2 separate regions of the Mus musculus genome follow, and region 1 is linked to region 2. A link is a contact called in public Hi-C data. All regions are on one chromosome and are shown on one strand. The core of a region is the stretch at or near the end of the contact, and the rest is flanking DNA. Distances in the headings are between cores, read along the strand shown. Region 1 has its middle 30 kb from the start of Gata3. Region 2 has its middle 89 kb from the start of Gm13218.

Region 1 (3,487 bases), core at 504-3,003, 170 kb before region 2:
TGGGTCCTCAAGTTCTGTCTTATCCTTGAGACCCTGTCTTAAAATAAAAAGAGCAGTGGTGGCGAGTGCTTGGAGTAGTTCAGTGATAGTGTAGAGAGCTTCCTCAGCAGGCATGAGACCCTGGGTTCCATCCTCAGGGAAACAAAGAGTGTACAAATGTAATAGAGACATTTGCATGGTAACATTTTACTCCAGTGGAAGGGTTTGTAAGCTTGTATGTATTTTTTTGAGACAGGGTCTATCACTGAGCCTCGAGATTGCCCACTGGGCTAAACTAACAGGCCAGCAAGCCCCAGGATTCTTCCCATTCCTGCCTCCTCAGCTTTGAGAGTTTAGGCCTGCGGCCAGGCCCAGCTTTTCAGTGAGTGCTGGGAACTGAACTGTCAGGCTTGCATGACAGCACTGACTGACTGAGCCATTCCATAAGAGGGTTTTTGCTTGATGCAATTTCAAAGACTGTAGCAGGTGAGGAGCAGGTAAGAACCAGGGTTCTGGGCTGCAGATGTAAGAACATTTATCTAGCATCTACAAGGCCCTGGGTTCCATCCTCAGCACTGGTAAAAAAAAAAAAAAAAAAAAAAAAAGCCCTAGAAGGAAGGAGGGAGCCCGGGGAGAAACCAAAAGGAAAAAGAATCTTTCTCAGCTTTAATGATGGATGCTGAGTATAAGCATCCAATCCAACGCATGTGGGCTCAGCCTTCCCTTAAGTGGTTACCATCTCGCTGGTGTGTGCCTGGGAACAATCAAATTGGGCCTCTCTGCCTTGCTGCTTCAGCAAATCTAGATGTGCCTCCCTGACTTTGTAGAGAGGGCAGAATGGAGGACCTTGCCTCTATAATTGGACTGGGGGTCCAGAGCTGCCACTTAGATGTAAAATGACTGGAGAGATGGGATTGGGCGCTTCCTTTACGTTGCTTCTGCCCCACCCAGCACACCATACCCTCTGCTCTATCAGAGGCCAGGGAGCCCATGATCCAGTTTGTGTATTACACAGGCCCTCTGTATCCTTAGCTTTCCCTCCAGAGCTGGATCGTTTCCCCTGCTTCCAAGCATATCCACAAAGGTGTAAGGATTGTTTTTTCCCTTCCTTTGTTTTTTTCAATACAGGGTTTCTCTGTGTAGCCCTAGCCTGGAACTCACTCTGCAGACCAGGCTGGCCTTGAACTCAGAGGTCCTCCTGTCTCTGCCTCCCTAGTGCTGGGCTTAATGGCAGGCGCCACCACGACCTGGGACAAGTGGATGGGAATGTGGGTTTTAAAGGCCATAGCTTCCATGTGACCCGCTTTGCTGATCACCTGAAGCTCTGAGGGAGCGTGGAGGTTTTAAACTTCAGTCGTGGCTAAGGTGAAGTTTAGGGATAAGGTGTCTCTGCTTTCCGTTACCCCAAATAGAAGTGCGCTGGCAGAATGTCTGCCCTTAGAGCCAGCTGGCTGAGCAAAGGTGAAAGGAGAGGAGGGAAAAAACCGAGGTGCACACCAATCCACTCTTTCTACTGGCCCAGCTCTCTAAGGTGTACCATTGGCCCACGTCCTCTCTCTGCTATGGCCTGGGAAACTGAAGCTCTGGGGATGTATCTGAGTTACTCAAGGACACAGAAAATCTTGTCCCCAGGGGCCTGCCCTAGATTGTGGGAGAGTTGGTATAGCCCAGCTCTAAACAATAAAACAACAGAAAAGGCCACAGTGGTGTGAATTGTGAACCTCAGGGAAACCCCAAACTAGCTGACAGCTGAGAAAGATGTCAGGATCTAGATAAAGCATCACTAAGAGAACTAGTGTTTTTGCTGTCTCTGCTCAGAAGGAGCCGAGGTGAGGGCTGGCCCAATCTTGTCAAGAGCTGCCATTGGGATGGAACGGCGTGTCCCCCATCAGTCATTGGCTTTTTCTTGTTTTGTGTTTTGGACAGAATCTCATGTGGGCCATGCTACCCTCCAATGTACAAAGTAGCTGGTGGTCTTGAATGTCTGGTCCTCCCATCTCCATCTCCTAAGTGCAAGGGTTATAGGTGTGAGCCTTCATGCCTAGTTTATGTGTTGCTCGGGATTTCCTGCATGCTGGCAGGCTCTCTACGAACTGAACCGAATCCTCAGCCCCAGCCTACCAAGGGGATGAAGAAAAGGTAACCAGGGCTAGAGAGATGGCTCAGATGGGCCTGAGTTAGGATCTCCTGTAACCAAATAAAAAAAGCCAGGTGTGGTGTGGTGCATGCCTTTAGTCCCAGCACTCTGGAGGCAGAGGCAGGTGGATCTCTGTGAGTTCGAGGCCAACCTGGTCTAGAGAGTGAGTTCTAAGACTATACAGAGAGAACCTCTCTCTTGGAAAAACAAAACAAAACCAATCAACTAAGCAAACAAAAAGTCAGGCATAGTAGCACATGTCTGTAACCCCAGTACAAGGGAGGTCGAGACAGGAGGATCCCTGGGGCTTGCTGGTCAGCTAGTCTAGTGACAGTGGAAGTGGTTTAGGAAGTGAGTCGGCTATGGGCCTCTGGCTTCCATTCACCCATCCTGTGCACACGCATGCAAACAAACATACTCCACAAATATATGCACCTCTACCAAAAAGGAGGAGACTTCTAGTCTATCACAAAGTTTGGACATGTAAATTTTTGCCAGGGAAAGACAGCTGTAACTTGTCAAGAATGGATGCCCAAGTTAAACTGAAGCTTGCAAATCAATACAATGTGTTGGCTTGCAGGAAACTTGTCCCATTTTGTTAAGGATTACATTTCTACATAGTGTGCAGACTAGATGTTAATCAGTGGCTCTTGGCCAGAGAGGGTAAATCCTATCAGCAAATAAATGCATTTAAGATGTCAGAGGATGACCAAAGAGAAATATGTCTACAGAGACCTAAAAATAATATGAAACCATTTAGGAACTTGAAGGTCATTTTGTTGAGGGCAAAATTCTTGTGCAGGGTGCTGACAGTTTGCCCTCTGGGTGTTTTCAGAGCTTAAAGGATCAAACTGTCCACACAAAATATGGAATGTCCAATAGACAGGTCCATGCACTCTTCCAGCCCAACCTTTCAGCCCTTTAATTACCATGGCTCCAGCTTGATGTTGGATACCACCCTGCGTGTAACTGTTGCATAGGCGGGGTATTATGGCCAAATGATTGGCTGGTACCTCTGAATGGGACTTTAAGAAGTCTTAAGGAGATGAGAGGAAATGGATGGCAGTCAGTCATAGCTCATGGGAAGCGATGCAGATGAGGGGAATAATCCTTTCCCACATTGGAGATTACTCCCAAGGATAATTGAGCTTCTTTGCCACTGTGCAGAAATCCTCACCAAAGCGTCCCGTGCCACCATTGAAAGGGGCTGCCGTGAGGTTGGGACTCAGAGGGTAGAGTGTTTGCTTAGCATGCATGAAGCCCTGGGATCGTCCAGCACTGCAGAAATCAAACATGATTGGTGTGTGCTTATAATCAACACTCAGAAGTTGGGAGCTAGAAGCAGAAGAATCAAAAGTTCAAAATCATAGT
Region 2 (3,468 bases), core at 798-3,297:
TGACATGTTTTCTGGGGAGATCTTTAGTGGGTGAAATATAGGTTGGTGATGCAGGGGGCTTTCCTATGAGGTCAGAGACAAGCATGTCCCCAGGATGGGCCTCAAGGAGCATATCTCCCAATGGTGTCTCTCCCTTTGCTTTCTCCACTGTTTCCTCCAGCAAATTCACAGTCTAGACTCAGCCCACTCAGAGGGCTTTATTGCTCAGTTTAAGGTAAATTCCTGTCCAAGGCTGGTTTCTGTGGTGTGCATGGGGGACCACAGGCATTTCTGTAGCTTGATCTTTGGGGAGTCGGGTTAAATACCACTTCAAGTATTCTGAATTGCTCCACCCTGAGCAATATAGTCTCTTTTGTTCTTTATCCCTTATTTCTGGCCCAGAAAAGCAATAAAGCACATATGTTTTTAGTTCCTGGTGCTGAGATCTTACAGTATTTAGAGTAGACATCTGATGTTTTCTGCTGAATGCTCTAATGCCTACACAATGAGAGTCATTGTGCGCCATTTGTTCAAGGATAACTTACCTTGTCAATGCGTTCCTTGGGGGAAAAGGATGTCACAGAATTCTGGACTTGGGAAGTGAACATCCCAGGTGACTTGTTCTTTACCTAATATGGAATGAGAGACAGTGAGTTCAAGAGAGCAGATTTCTCAGCAGGAAGCAATTCAGAAGACTAGAAGTGACACCAAACCTGATTTCCCAAAGTATCTGGCAGATAGGCAAACCATCACTGGCACCAAGCTCTCCCAAGTTTCCTCATATTTCCTGTTACCCCTCTGCCTCCTCTTGTCTTACCAAATTCTACATAACCAAGGGCCTGTTGCCTTTGTCTGTCTTTCTCTTTCTTTCTTTCTTTCTTTCTTTCTTTCTTTCTTTCTTTCTTTCTTTCTTTCTTTCTTTCTTTCTTTCTTTCTCTCCCTCTCTTCCTCTTTCTTTGTTTTGTTTTCTTTCTTTCTCTCTCTTTCCTTCTTTCTTTCTTTCTCTCCCTCTTTCTTTGTTTTGCTTTCTCTCTCTCTCTTTCTTTCTCTCTCTCTCTCTTTCTTTCTTTCTTCTGTTTTCTTTCTTTCTCTCTCTTTCTTCCTTTCTTTCCCTCCCTCCCTCCCTCCCTCCCTCCCTCCCTCCCTCCCTCCCTCCCTTCCTTCCTTCCTTTCTGGAGTCTTGTAAACTAGTATTGTATTCTTTTGTCTGACTTTGTTCAGGTTTAGTGTTTTTTGCACTCTATCTGGGTGGCGCAACCAACTCTTTGCTGTTTAGAAATGATCCATTGCACAGGCATACCACTACCTTTTCATCTGTCCACTTTTGCATGGACGCCTGAGGACATCCCAGATATTAGCTGTTATGAATATACTGAACGTGAACATCCATGCCCACATCATCATTCAGGTACTTTCATCTGAGTAAATGCTCCTTTTATTTTGTACTACTCTGCATTTAGGAAGGGTTTCTTAGTTTTTTTAGAGTGGGGGCAAAGAGGGGGAAGCATCCGACAATCTAGCTTGCTGACTGTCCACAGGGTAATGAAATTATGGCTTGGATTGAATGCAAACCCACTATCAGGATCTGTGATATCTGTTTCCAGCAACTCGGCTACTCCTCAGCCTTCCCGTTGGCTTCTCTTTAGGAGGTATGCATGGCAGTCATTTCTGCCAGGAGGAATAGTCACGGTATGCAGTGAATGCCCCTAAAACTTCTCTGAAGTAAACCATCACTCTCCAGGAGAAGATTTTATTGGAAAAGGAGCCAATTGCTGCCTCATTCAGGACTGGGACTTTGACGTGGTTGGAGTTTTCAGGCCCAGGCCAATTGTTTAACATCCCCAATTCCACAAAGAACATTAGAATTTTGACAGCAGAAAAAAGTAGAAAAGGCAGGTTGTAATTCAACTGAAAATATATTTTCCCTGGGTGACAGAGTATGGAGTTCTTCATTTTCTCACGTGAACAGATAGTTGTGACACTTAGCTTTGCACTCGGTGCTGTATAAATCAGCTCTTAAGAAGCAACAATACCCTTGCTATTGCTCATTTCTCTCTCTGAGCTCTGCTGAGATACACAGCTCTGCTCAGACAACCCTGCTGGGGCACTGCTGCAGGACTGACTCTGGGTGCCCAATGAGAACTCTCCCGTCACCTTCTACATGGTGGATGAGGTTGCAGGAGACACACCAGGTCATCTTGGGAGCCCAGCTTGGACCTGACAAAGGCTCTCTAAGTACTTACAAGAGACTACTGCTCCTCCGTCCTGGACAGGAAGCACAGAAGACGAAGTCAGCTGATGCCCTGTGCTTTTCAAGGAAAGGAAGAAAGGAGTTGAGTTCTTCTGCCAACCCGGAAGCAGCGTTTTGACTGAGCTCTTGATTCTGAGGGGGCACAGGAAGCGGATTTTAGATAAAGAAGAAACGTTTCTCCAGGCTTGCAGGCAGGAAATGGGTTTTGGTCCTGGGATTCCTCTTTTGAGCATGTGGGTGTCATGACTTCCTCTCTCTCTCTCTCTCTCTCTCTCTCTCTCTCTCTCTCTCTGTCTGTCTCTCTCTCTGTCTCTCTGTCTCTCTCTCAAGTTTTAACATTGAGAAAACAGATCTACTATTGCCCTGTTTTAGATTTGTTTTGGGGAGATTCCAATATAGGAATCAAAATTAGACTTGGTTTGTTGGGTCTTGGGAAGCATAGTCCTGACGCCACGGTTTCTGTTTACACAATGCAGAATGCTTTTTCCCAGGAGGAGATTGACACTGTCAGGCTGCCCAATTTACAGGTCAGGTCTCACCAGCTGCTAAAATAAACATTATGGTTTGACAGGCGTGGCATTTTTTTTTTTTTGGTTTAAATAATATTTCCATAAAGAAAGGGAAAAGGGATAGAGACCAAACCACCATACTTTATCAGTAGTATTATATAATTTTTTCTCTTTTTAATTTTATAAAAATCACTGGGTTATGTGCTTTTTCCAGCTTTTGATTTCTCTGTTTTGTAAAGGGCAAAATAATTCCACCTAATTATTATTATCATTACTATTTTATTTTGTTATTTGTCTATATGCGTGTGTATACAGTGTGGTGTGTGCATGCACAGAATGGCTGGCCATCAGAGGACAGTCTTGAATATGGGCGCGTAGGTATCTGAACTTTTCTTTGGGGAGGGTTTTTCATTGACCTAGAACTTCACCACATAGGCTAGGCTAGCTGGCCTGGAAACTTCCAGAGATCCTCTTGTTTCTGTCTTTCTTCTCACCATTTTTTTGGGGGGGGGTGTAGGTATGCACCAGCTTTTTCTTTTCTTTTCTTTTTTAATATTTTATTTTATTTTATTTTTATTAGGTGTTTTCTTCATTTACGTTTCCAGTGCTATCCCCAAAGTCCCCCATACCCTCCCCCACCCACTCCCCTACCCACCCACTCCCACTTCTTGGTCTGGGCATTCTCCTATACTGAGGCATATAAAGTTTGCATGACCAATGGGCCTCTTT

Evidence for each region. Hi-C and Micro-C count contacts between places; a contact is called where the count stands out from the background.
Region 1: a Hi-C map of group 2 innate lymphoid cells shows a contact between it and region 2, with 6 times the contacts expected there. The contact joins two enhancer-like sites. A contact is called at or near these places in 2 of 484 Hi-C or Micro-C datasets (embryonic stem cells and group 2 innate lymphoid cells) and 1 of 115 datasets of contacts at active chromatin or transcription factors (regulatory T cell precursor).

What each region holds. Positions count from the first base shown.
Region 1 is chr2:9,846,692-9,850,178 of GRCm38.p6, reverse strand. No RefSeq gene overlaps it. Among named protein-coding and RNA genes, the nearest start is that of Gata3, 30 kb to the left of the region's middle. Within about 2 kb of position 1,753, at least 6 of the 459 cell types and tissues checked have an H3K27ac peak or open chromatin away from gene starts, as enhancers often do. A contact at or near this core is called in group 2 innate lymphoid cells and regulatory T cell precursor, where this site is marked.
Region 2 is chr2:9,680,695-9,684,162 of GRCm38.p6, reverse strand. No RefSeq gene overlaps it. Among named protein-coding and RNA genes, the nearest start is that of Gm13218, 89 kb to the right of the region's middle. Within about 2 kb of position 2,047, at least 48 of the 459 cell types and tissues checked have an H3K27ac peak or open chromatin away from gene starts, as enhancers often do. A contact at or near this core is called in group 2 innate lymphoid cells and regulatory T cell precursor, where this site is marked.